3 separate regions of the Sus scrofa genome follow, and regions 1 and 2 are each linked to region 3. The links are chromatin contacts, called in public Hi-C and HiChIP or PLAC-seq maps. All regions are on one chromosome and are shown on one strand. Each heading gives the region's core, a stretch centred on a gene start, on an enhancer-like site or on the middle of the called end of the contact. The rest is flanking DNA. Distances are from core to core; before and after follow the strand shown.

Region 1 (3,760 bases), core at 397-2,896, 280 kb before region 3:
CAAGGAAGCCTTGTGTGCCCATCACCCAGACTCAAAAATTAGCAACATTTTACCAATCTTGCTTTTTTGAAACTCACCCCCACATTGACACTACTGTTCCCCTGAAGTTATTAGAGCAAATTCCAGTTCATCTTTCAATACTGTATACATCTCTGATAAGGTTTTCTTAAATGTGGCCAAACATGTCATTGTCACACAAAACAAAGCTGATGATTCTTTAATGTCACCTAAGACAGACCACATGCAAGTCCGGGCCCCCTTCTGAGGCTGACATTAGGGTTAGTGGCATTAACCCTTTCCACTCAGTTCTCAGAGACTAAGCCTCCGAGGTCACTGAAAATGAAAGAAAAGGTGCCTTTAATAATACCTGCCAAGTTCCATTTCTTAAACAGGAACAAAAAGATCAGAAGGAAAAACAGTAAAATATCTACAAATGTTATCTGGGTGGTGAATACATGAGGTTATGCTATGTCAGTTTCTGTACTTTTCTAGATATTTAATCTTTTACACACTTGCTAGTGATCCTGGCCCTGCTTCTCTGAGGAAGGCCAGGGCCTTGGACTGGGGTGTGTGTGTGGGGGGGAGTGGGAGTGGGGTGGGGTGGGGTGGGGTGAGTGACCATCTTGTCCTGGCAGCCTGGCTTCCAGAATGCTCTCATCCTCCCAGCTCAAGCAGCAGCCCCAAATGAAACATTATGTCCCCGTGCGCCCTGGCCCGGTGCCCCACACCAAGTGGGCATTCAGAATGCTTGATGAGCAAGCCCAACCAGACAGGGAGGGGTGTCCTGAGACACTTCTGTCCCCTTGGCTCAGACAGGCAGGAACTTCTGCTGAGCAAGCAAGAAACAGGAAAAGAGAAATCTCCTTGTCTTTTTGGTCAACGAGGCGGGTCAGGGACCAAAATCTCCCCAAAGTCTCTGACCACTTTATTGAAAGAGAGGGGCCCTAGGTCAGAGCTCAGGGTATTTCCTACTGGGCCAAGCTTGGGATGCATGGCCTGGGGTCCTTCTCAGCTATAGGGACTGGCCTGGGCTAAAGACCCCTACTCTCTTGGCAGGACAGCTGTTTCTCTGGGAAGCTCCCAGCACAGCTGAAGGGATGGGCACCCTTTAGCACCCCCACTCCAGGCTCTGAGTGTGTGTGTGGGGGCGGGCAAAGGATCCTGATGCAAACAGATGGCATCTTTGGGGACTATTTTGCAAGCACGAGACTCTCAGTGCTCAATGGAGAAGAGGAAGTGAACCCTTTGTTAGTGGAGGAAGCTTCTGGCACTGCCCCTGGCACCTAGCAGAGCCGCAGAGCCCAAACACCCTTCAACCTAGGCCAGAACAGAGGGCTGTCTTTGATCTTCGGCCCCCTCCAACCTCTGCCCAGATGTGCCCACTCTCCCTCCCAGCACTAAGCCCCCAGCAATGCCAGCTGTGGCAGCCCCAGCCTGCAGCTCCCCCCGTCGGAAGATGACTTATGGCTTTAATTACCGAGAGCTGGGTGTGAGCCTCAGAAAGGAGCCAGCCCCGCCAGGCTGGGTTCCGGTGGCCGAGGGGCTGCCAAGTTGGCGAGGGTGGCCCTGCTCACTACCACGCTGTCCCCCACCCTCGGGGCGGTGAGCAGGCCCTCCCTTCACTTCTGGGGTGTCTGCAGCCTGCCCATCTGCTCTGAGGGAGAGGTGGAGCTGGAGCATGGATGCAGCGGGGTGTGCGGGCATGCTGGCTCTGAGGCAGACCTATGAGAGAACTTTGTCTTGAGGGCTGTGGGGAGACGCAGGAAGGATGAGCTAGGGCAGGGAACAGCAGGCAAGGCCCCCCCCGGGGGGGGCTCAGGACAATGACCAGGCCCTCCTGAAAGAGAAAGGCCACTCAAGCAGCTGGGATGGTACGGAAGAGCTGTGAGTGGCTGGACAGACAAACGGATGCAGCCGAGATGGTTCGCATGGGGAACCTTGCAGGTTATCTTTCATCTGGTCACACAGTGGCCTTCTAGCTGGTCTGTCCCCCTGGTTCTTCTCTTGCCCCCTTCTCCAGCCCATTCTCCACCCAGCAGATCTTTCAAAAAAGACTGATGCAGATCAAGTTACTCCATTGCAGAGTTTTTCCCAGAGCAAATGGAATAACCCCACCTCCTCATCCTGGTTTGCAAGCCCCTAAATGATCAGCCCCCATCCAGCTCTCTGATCTCACTTCCTCCTCCTAATCCTCTACTTCCCACCACACTCAAGCCTTATGGAACCTCTTTTTCCAATTGTCTGTTTCTTTTCTTTTTCTTTTTTCTTTTTTTTTTCTTTTCAGGGCCATTGCCGAGGCATATGGAGGTTCCCAGGCTAGGGGTCAAATCGGAGCTGTAGCCACTGGCTTAGACCACAGCCACAGCAACGCAGGATCCGAGCTGTGTCTATGACCTACTCCAAAGCCCACGGCAATGCCAGATCCTTAACACACTGAATGAGGCCAGGGATCGAACCCACGTCCTCATGGATGCTAGTCAGATTTGTTTCCTCTGAGCCATGACGGGAACGCCTAATTGTCTGTTTCTTAAATATACCCAGCCCATGGCTGCCTCAGTGCCTTTGCACATGCTCTTTCCTCTGCCTGGAACCCTTTTCCCCCATAGCACCACATAGCTTCTCCTCCACTATTGCTCAGGCCCCTCTCAAATGTCACCCTAACAAAGAGGCCTCCCTCAACCACCTTTGTAGTTCCGTTTTCCATCACACCCCCATCCCCTGTTTTATCTTCTCGTAAGCCCTTGTTACTCTCTAAAATTATCTCATACATTGATCTTTTTGATTGTTTATTTGCTTTCTCACTAAACTATAAGATCTGTGAGGGCAACAGCTTTGTCTGTTTTATTTATGGCTGTGTCCCCAGAAGCTGATACATGAGAGGCACTGGATAAACACTTATGAATAATTAAATTAGCCCAAATTCTTTGTGTTACAAAGAGGGACAAGGACCTCTACATTGCCTGGCAAGCCAGAGGTGGAGCCAATAGACCAGAAGCTACTACCCTGACCTCAGGACCAGGCTCCCTTTCTTGCTCTCCTGACCCCTCTTTGTGTGGGGGGTGAGCTGCCAGACCCACCGACTTCCACCCCCTTCCCCACCATAAAAGCCCCCTTGGGAGGCAAGCTCCAAGGGCTACCATGGGGGTTTTGAGGAGTCTCCCACCCTCTCAGGAATGGACCTTGACAGCTTCCTGCACCTGTGGCAGCTGCAGGGCAGAGCAGGTGGGGAGAGGGGAGATGGGGAGTAATGAGGACACAGAGCTGGGGCAGAGTAGCTGAAACAGCAAGTCCTCACTGCTCGGTGCCTTGGTTTTCTCATCTGCGACTTGGGACAGTTGGACTGGATGCTAGCTGGGTCCCTACAGCCTGTGACAGGTGAGCCCCATGAAGCTGGGCCCCCAGTGTTGGGAGAGAGACGGCAAGGGCAAGGTGAAGGCACGATGGTGCCTCTTCTGCTCCCCTGCCCCCACCACCGACCCCAGCACCACGCTAAGCTCTTTCCCAGGCCCGCGTTATCAATCTCCCTCCACCTGGAGAACACCCCAAAATGAAATTCCTATTGGCGTGGGGCCTGTGATATAACAAGTCACTTGCTTTGCCTGGGAAATGAAAGATGATGAGGCAGAGTTCCTGGGACAGAGGCGATCTCCATAAATCTGCCAGAGTGTGCTGGGATTACTTTGTGGGATTAATTATCTGTCCTTCAAACAAAGACCTGACCTCAGCGGCTGAATGTCCCCAACCTGTGAGGGAAGGAGCC
Region 2 (4,095 bases), core at 1,461-3,960, 420 kb before region 3:
AAAGTGGGGAGCCCAGACCCCCAGAATGCAGACCCTGCCTGGAGGTCTTGGGAGCATGGCTGAAGCTCCAAGTGGCACAGAGGCTTCTGCCTCATGCTGCCCTGGCCTGGCAGGATCTGAGGGAGGAGGCAGAAGCTCACTCTGTGCTCCCCTTGTGGGAAGCATGGAGGTCCCCTGAGACCCTCATACCCAGGAGTGTCAGTGGATTCAGTATTTCAAAAGAATCTACAGCATTACTAAGAAAATAATTCAAATCAAATTCTCTGTTGGGGGCTTAGTGGGGAAGCTCATTGTTACCAGAAGATGAAGGAAGCTCATTCCTTCATCTTCTGGTAACAGACCCTGATTTTCCTTTGGGGATCCACCTGCCTCCAGTCTTAGTCCACATGCTTTGCATGGGGGTGATTCCATCCCTGATTCCAGGAACGAGCAGATCAGCATATTTTAGCCTTTGGCCATAGTGACTGGTTGAGGCCTGGCCCCATGATTCTAGTTGGCCCAATGTGCCTCATTCGGGGGAGTTCACTGGGGGGCCGTCCTAGTGTCCAAGACCATAGTGATTGGTTCAGGGATGGGCACACGACACATGTTGAGCCAATGACACTCAACCTCAATGGAGCTCGCTGCTGGGGGCTGCCCTGGTCCCCAAGTACCCCTCTGTCAGTGTGATATCCCACCATGGGTCATGGCAGGAGTGTAGCAACCAAATGCAGCATCCTCACTTAAAATACAACCAACCCGGTGCAAATGATTGGAGAATATTCCCATTTCCTTCCTCTGACCCACCCGTGTGTACAACACTTGGGGCTTCCTTGGCCCCACCTCCCAGACTCTTGGCAGCCTAGAGAAGCTCTGCTACCTCCAGGGCAGGGGGGCTGGCCCAATCCCAGGGCAGCCTACTCACCATGAAGGATGCGGTACCACACACGTCCAAACTCGCCCTCATCTGCGTCTGTGGCTTTTAGCTGAGGGAGAACGAGACATGCAGTTACTCCTCAAATTCCACCCACTGGCAGAGAACGTATCTGTGGAGCCCCTCCTCTTCCCTCGCGCCACTCTCAGCTTGTTTTGCTCAACGAGGCTTCCCACAAGGCTGGGGGTGTGGGAGAGGGACACGCCTGTCTTTCTCATCCCCCATGAGGACATGTGACTGTGGACGGCCCCGTGCTGACCTGTCTGTGCTGGAGCACTTGCCCACTCTGCTCCCTGACCCTCCTCCAGGTTCTTGGGGAGCATGGGGGAGAAGGTGGGGGATGGCACTGCAGCTCTCTGGGTCCAGGCCTGACCAGCTCAGCCCATTCCTCCACAGTTCCTTCTTTCAGTGTCAGGACATTCCAGGAGCCTCGCCCCGGGTGGCTGGATGGCATGGCTGTTTCTTGTCCACACTTCCTTGGTCTGAAGCTATTCTGGCCACAGTGGCTCCCAGCCAGGCACTGAACACTGTTAACAGCCTGTTTGTGGAAATCCAGAAACCCCAGAACCCAAGGATGGTCCATGTCCATTCACACACAACCACTCCAGTGCCGTTCCAGCTTCAGCCTTTGGTGGGACTTGGGGGTGTGTTGTTCTTGCTCTGACACTGCCAGGTGCTTAGCCCTTTTTACAGAGTCTGAGCAGAGCCACAGCCGGCCCTGTGATGTGTCCTTTCAAGCTGAGCCCTGAATACTCCTTTACTCACCAGATACTGGAAAGGAGTGGAGATCATGCTGCAAGCCGATGCGGAAAGAGGCCCAGGCCTGCATCACTGGAAAGGCTCTCACGAGGCCATGGCACCTGTGACTTACTTCATTACGCCCGGGACCCTCCCACGTATTCTGGATTTGCCCTTTTTCCCCTTCTTTTTAGGGCTGCACCCACAGCATATGAAAGTTCCCAGGCCAGGGGTCTAATCGGAGCTGCAGCTGTCGGCCTGTGCCACAGCAGGATGGATTTGCCTTCTTGTCTCCGCCAATCACTTCAACTCCATGGTATAAGTGTATCTAAGGATTTTGAAAAGTGTGTTGATGGTGGGAAGGAGGGGAAGTATGTTGGTGTAGAGGAACGGGAGATCTGGATCAGGCATGAGTCCTGGCTTTGTCACTGGCTTTGCGGCCGTGGATACGTAAGCCCCCTGAGCCCTTAGGTACTGTGATCCCCAACACTGCAGTGTTTATGGGAAGGTTGAAAATAGTCTCTGCAAAGCATCTTGTCTGGTGCCTGGTGCAGAGATAGATGTTGGAGGTTGGATATTATGAGATATGCCACCTTTTCCTGGGAGGCCCTCTTGATGTCTATTGGAGTTGGGGCCTTGATGTCTATTGGAGCCCTTGCTGTGGAGCTCTTCTTCCCTCCCATAAGAAGTCTTAAGAGCTAGAAAGTGGAGGGGTGGAGTGGGGTAGGTTCAACAGTCCGGGTCTGGAAGGCATCAGGACAGGGGAGAGGGCCAAGCTGTCCAGTGGATGCCCCTTGAGTATCTCCATCAATGATGGACTTCCTGGATATGTCTCCCTCCCCTGGCAGCCTGCAGCCAGCACTACCCTGGGAGGGTTTTTTTTTTTTTTTTTTTTTGCTTTTTAGGGCCGCACCTACAGCACATGGAAGTTCCCAGGCTAGAGGCTGAATCAGAGCTGCAGCTGCCAGCCTATGCCACAGCCACAGCAATGCTGAATCTGAGCTCTGTCTGTGACCTACACCACAGCTCACGGCAACACAGGGTCCTTAACCCACTGAGCGAGGCCCGGGATCGAACCTGCATCCTCATGGATACTAATCTGGTTCATTGCCACTAAGCCACAATGGGGGTTTTGCTTCCTGCCATCTCAGAAAAATGGAGCCCACCTATGAGGTGTGCAGTCAGCTTGGGAAGAGAAAGTGAAGGAAAGAAAGGTTCACTGAAGGGTGGGAAGTAAGAGGCAGGAATCCCAGAGGGAGCTCTGGGCACTGGGAACCCCTTTAGGCTGGTGCTGTTCAGCACCCGATGCCTGCTGCCCATGCCAGCCCACCCTTTTTGGGGGAAGCACTAAATCCCCCATCACTAACTTGCTGGGTGACCCTGGCCAGGTCACACCTCTCTGGACCTCGTTTCACTCTCTGCGAGACCAGGGGCTGGATGAGATGACCCCTCAGTCCTGACAATCCTAGGAAGGCTCCTGTCCCTTTGGGGCCATGCAAAGGATGCTTCTTTTGCTGTCAAGGGCTGAGGGCAGGAGGGAGGAGCTAAATACCAAAAACTAGGGCTCCACAAAAGCGGGTGGACCCCAGGCTCAGGTCTTGGGCAGAGCCACGACCCTTTTCCACCTGTGTTCTATTTCTGGGAGCTTGGGGTCCTTGATGAGAAAGCTGCTTAAGACTTAGGCTCTTAAGCAGACAGCTGGTTGCCAGGGAAGCCTTGGCTTCTGGGAAGAAAGGAGGCTGGGGGAGGGGTGTGTGTGTGTCTGTGTGTGCAGAGAGCCACTGTCTGGAGGGTCTCCAAGGGCCCACCCAAACTACAAGGAGCACAGTCCAAGGAGTCTCTCAGTCCTGTGCTTTCTGCCCTGTGATCTCTCTGGCCTTTGAAAACGCCTCTCTCCCTCAGCTCTGCAGCCAGACACTCTCAAAGGGAAGGTGCTTTTCTGGGAAGCTGAGGGAGAGGCCTGGAGGGGAGGGGAGGGGGGGTCTGGGGGCTGCCAGGGCCCATCTCTCTGCCTGTTCCCCTCCCGCTGCGTGGCTTGTAGCCCCTCTCCCCGGTAACCTGGAGGCTGGCAGGCACTGAATAGCAACCCCGCCGGTTGCCCCTCGACCATACCATTCAAAGGTCCAGCAGGGGAAGGTGAGAGGCCTGGGTATAGAGGCAGCGAAACCCTCCCCCTGCGTCCCCCCACAGTGCCCCAGCCCAGCAGAAGGCGCCAAGGAAACAGGCTGGAGTGAGGCCCCGTGGGAAGGCTCAGGAGCTCCCCACTCCTCTGCAAGGCTCGCCTCTCTCTCTTCCCAGCCCAGTTGCCATCCCTACCCTCCTGGCTGCCTCCTCTCCCAAGGCAGGGCCCAAACCCTTCCAGACAAAGCTGGGTCTGGCTGGAGAGCGAGGGCAAAGGCCACTCTGCCTGGCTGACGGAGGGCACAGGGCAAGGCAGAGCCCAG
Region 3 (3,884 bases), core at 823-3,322:
CCTTTTTATCAAATGCAAAGAACTAGGCCTTGGGAGTGCCCATGGTGGAGCAGTAGAAACAAATCCGACCAGTATCCATGAGGATGTGGGTTTGATCCCTGGCCTCGCTCAGTGGGTTAAGGATCTGGCATTGCCGCGAGCTGTGGTGTAGGTCGCAGACGCAGCTCGGATCCCTTGTTGCCGTGGCTGTGGTGTAGGCTGCAGCTACAGCTCCAATTTGACCCCTAGCCTGGGAACTTCCATATGCCGTGGATGCGGCCCTAAAAAACAACAATGAAAAAAAGAACAAGGCCTTAAAGTCACTTGATTTGTCCCACATTCAAATAGTAGGCATTTTTGATAGTTAAAATTAAATCTAGGGTTTGATCCCTGGCCTAGGAACTTCCTCATGCCACGGTGCAGCCAAAAAAAATTTAAAAAGAGTGAGGTTACATAGCCAAGCCGTCTGAGGCCCATGTGGATCCCCTTGCTTCCCTGGGAGGAGGGTGGCTGGCAATGTGCAACCTTGCCTGCTGGCTCCAGTTATAGACTTTCTGGAAAGCCTCCTGGCCGGTGAGCTGGGAGCAGAGGCGAAAGCAGCAGCACGAGGCACTCTCATCAGTATTTGCTGAATGAAGAGACTGTGCGGCCAGGATGTTTTTTCCTACTGGGGGTGCATGTACCCTGCAGGAGGCAGGCAGGAGGCTGCCGGATGCCCAGAGCATCCGAGTCAGCAAGTCTATTTTAAATTCCCCTGGCTGAGCAGAGCCCTTTCCCAGCTTCGATTCACAGGGAGCTCAGCACTAACAAACTAACCAGTGTGGCCACACACATCACTTCTAAATTAGTGTTTAAAAAAATGTAAAAATTATGACCCGTGAAGGATGCCAGACAAAGGGCAAGTGGTTCTTTCCAGATTCTCCAGCTCCAGGGGTTGGGGGCAGGGGCCAACGGCTCAGTCACTCAGGCCACACTCAGCTGGAGTTCATTCTCAGCTCCAGGTGTCTATTTGTCCAGGACCATTCAGCCTTGACCAAGCTTCTCAAGGAGCCAGGAATTTTCTCTACCCAGGTCACAGGCCAGGGCACTGGAGTGAGCAAAGTCTTATTACTCTTTATGAAAGCTAGCTGCTGGCTTTTGGATTACAAAGAAAAAAGAAAAGAAAAGAAAAGGGACAGTCACTGTGTCCCCAGGACACAGGCTGTGGCCTTCAGTGTGTTCCTCAGGCACCTGCAAGAGCTGGCTTGGCTCAGCGCTGCTCCCTTCCTGGGTGACCAGAGGCAAAGGGCAGCAGGTGCACAAAGCAGCAGAAACTCAAGGGGCCTGGCGCCACCGCAGGCCATCCTTTGGGCTTGGGCACTGATTCCCAGGAAGTTTGATTCTGGCTAAGTCAATCTGTCTCTGTGCCTCAATTTCCTCACCTGTGAAATGGGGGCAGGTGGGTAGGTGAAACAACCTATAGGAAAACATGGCTTGGAAACACAGAGCAACACGCAGGGCCAGGGCTGAATCCTCCTTGAGGCTGCCGACATCCTCTGCCTCCGGCTCCCCACTTTGGACAAATGGGACCTTATGAATGCTTTGGGCTGATTTGTCCCACCCAGGTCCCCCACATCCAGTTTCAGGAAATCCACAAGGAGGAGAGGCGAGAATCCGGGAAGAAAGAAGGTGGAAACCTAGAGAGAGGGGAAGGAAGAGGCGAGTGGGGAAAGAAAAGAGCAGAGAGGAGGAGGAGGGACGCTGTGGAGGGGGTCGCAGCGAGAAGAAGCCGGGGTCCTGAGGCTCCGGTGGAGCCCTGGCAGGAGGGCCGTGGCGGGAAGCCGCCGAAAGCGCGAGCCCGGGGAGCGACTGGGAGCCTGAAGAGCTGGGCGCCGGCCAGGCCCGCGCCCAAGAGCCGGCCCGCACTTACTGTCGCCGCCGTGCCGCCACCGATACTGCCTCCCGGGCCGCCGCGGCCACTGTGACTCCCGGCTCCGCGGCGCCGCAGGCCGGGCTCCGCCCCCGGCCCCGCCCCTGCCCGCCTCCGCCCGCAGGCACTTCCGGGTTTGCCAGGCTCTTTGGTTTAGCTGCTCCATGCGCTGCGGCGCCGGCGCCGGGCTGCAGGCACGCGCCCATCTCACGGGTAGAGAGAGTGAGGCGCCGGGCCACCAGGTGCACTGCCCAGGCGGGCGGGCGATTGCGCGGTCACCGGGCTCCCGGTGCTGCCGCCGCGGCTTCTCCACCGTGAGCCCGACCCTGACAGCCCTCCTTTTCAGCTCCCATAGCCCTGCTCCCCAGAACACCGAAGAGCTCTCCACACGCTTCCAGGCTCCTGCAATCTTACACCCTCCTTCTTGATCCCCTGTTGTTCCCGTACCCCTGCCCCGCGCCGCCTCAGGGATCCTTCTGTGTGCCAGCCTTGCCAGGCTACTGCCTCCTAGTGGCTCACTGTCTGGCTGAGGCTAGGGGGTGGCTGAGGCTAGGGCGTAGATGAGCGGGCAGCAGGCGGTCCTCAGGACCACCCCTGCCCCACCAGGCCCTCCTACCAGCCTCCAGACCTTCCTGTCTGAATTACAGGCCCAGGCTCTCTGCTGTGCTCCTGACATCCCCTGTCTCATTAACCTCACACGCCTTGAGGTTGGGCAGTTGTATTGTGCCCCTATTACAGACCTGAGAAAACTGGGTCTGTGGGAAGCCCAGGTGGAGCTGGGATGCAACACCAGGTCTGTCTGGTTCTAAAACTCCTGCTGAGGAAGTTCTGGTTGTGGCTCAGCGGATTAAGAACCTGACTAGTATCCATGAGGACGTGGATCGATGCCTGGCCTCGCCAGCAGGTTAAGGATCTGGTGTTGCCCCAAGCTTCGGTGTAGGTCACAGATGCGGCTCAGATCTGGCTGTGGTGTAAGCCGCAGCTGCAGGTCCCATTCGAGCCCTAGCCTGAGAAAGTCCACAAGCCACCGGTGCAGCCCTAAAAAAAAAGCAAAAAAACCAAAAATCCTGCTGAGATGCCCCACCCCACAGGGGTGGGCTCAGTGCTGGATGCTAACAGGGCCAGGTGAAGTGGCAGCTCTATTTCACGATGAGGCTCACAGAATCCTGTACTTCTTTCATTAAGCGACCTGCTCCCTGCCAGGCCCTGCAATGGGCCCTGTGATGTGTTAGAATCAGAATACATAGTTGGTCTTTTCCCTGGTTTCTAAAACAACTGTTTCTCAAACCCATTCCTGAGGGATGGGAGTGATAGGAGAGTCTTTTATTCTTCCTCACAAGCACCTTTCAACCGCACCTGAGTTTATGCTCATGAGGTGGGCTCATGGGCAGCAGATGGCTTCCAGGTGAGGGCTAGTGGCACAGGAGGAACCTGCCCTGGGATTGGAGGGTTGGAACTCTCAGCTCCACACCCCACCTCTGGGGAGGGGAGAAGGGCTGGAGATAATCACCCACGACCAATGAGTTAATTAATGCTGCCTACATAATTAACCTCCATAAAAACCACTAAATGATGGGGTTCAGAGAGCTTCTGGGTAGGTGAACCCTCCACCTGCCCACCCCAACCGCATGGTTGCTCCACACTCTGTACCCAGTGCATTTGTATCCTTTATAATAAACCAATGATAGTAAGTTAAGTGTTTTCCTGAGCTCTGTAAGCCCTCATAGCAAATTATTGAAACTGAAGGGGGTGTGTGGGAACCCCTCATTTTGTTGGACAGAAGTTTGGGCACCGTGGGTACCCCGTACTTGCAACTGGAGTCTTGTGGGACAGCCCTCAACCTGAGGAGTCTGTGGCTAGTTAGAGGTAGTTAGTAATCAGAATTCAATTGAATTGCGAGACACTCAGCTGGTGGCCAGAGAGTTGGAGAATTTGTTGTTTGTACTAAAACAACAACAAAACACCACAACATTTGGTGTCAGAAATGCTGAGAGTA

What was found. Hi-C and Micro-C count contacts between places; a contact is called where the count stands out from the background. HiChIP or PLAC-seq counts read pairs in DNA pulled down with a chosen protein or histone mark.
Region 1: a Hi-C map of retroperitoneal adipose tissue shows a contact between it and region 3, with 1.6 times the contacts expected there. The contact joins the enhancer-like site here to the promoter of SLC29A3 in region 3. A contact is called at or near these places in 9 of 47 Hi-C or Micro-C datasets (alveolar macrophages, embryonic fibroblasts, heart right ventricle and 4 more) and 1 of 2 datasets of contacts at active chromatin or transcription factors (alveolar macrophages).
Region 2: an H3K27ac HiChIP or PLAC-seq map of alveolar macrophages shows a contact between it and region 3. The contact joins the promoter of C14H10orf105 here to the promoter of SLC29A3 in region 3.

What each region holds. Positions count from the first base shown.
Region 1 is chr14:74,500,952-74,504,711 of Sscrofa11.1, reverse strand. The region is part of intron 9 of CDH23 (cadherin-23); the gene reads right to left. Among named protein-coding and RNA genes, the nearest start is that of C14H10orf105, 140 kb to the left of the region's middle. Within about 2 kb of position 1,646, at least 14 of the 83 cell types and tissues checked have an H3K27ac peak or open chromatin away from gene starts, as enhancers often do. A contact at or near this core is called in retroperitoneal adipose tissue, skeletal muscle and subcutaneous adipose tissue, where this site is marked.
Region 2 is chr14:74,637,795-74,641,889 of Sscrofa11.1, reverse strand. C14H10orf105 reads left to right here and starts at 2,710. Exons shown (of 2, transcript XM_021072664.1): 1 at 2,710-4,095. CDH23 (cadherin-23) reads right to left here. Exons shown (of 69, transcript XM_021072657.1): 29 at 905-965.
Region 3 is chr14:74,221,176-74,225,059 of Sscrofa11.1, reverse strand. SLC29A3 (equilibrative nucleoside transporter 3) reads right to left here and starts at 2,072. Exons shown (of 7, transcript XR_002338422.1): 1 at 1,889-2,072.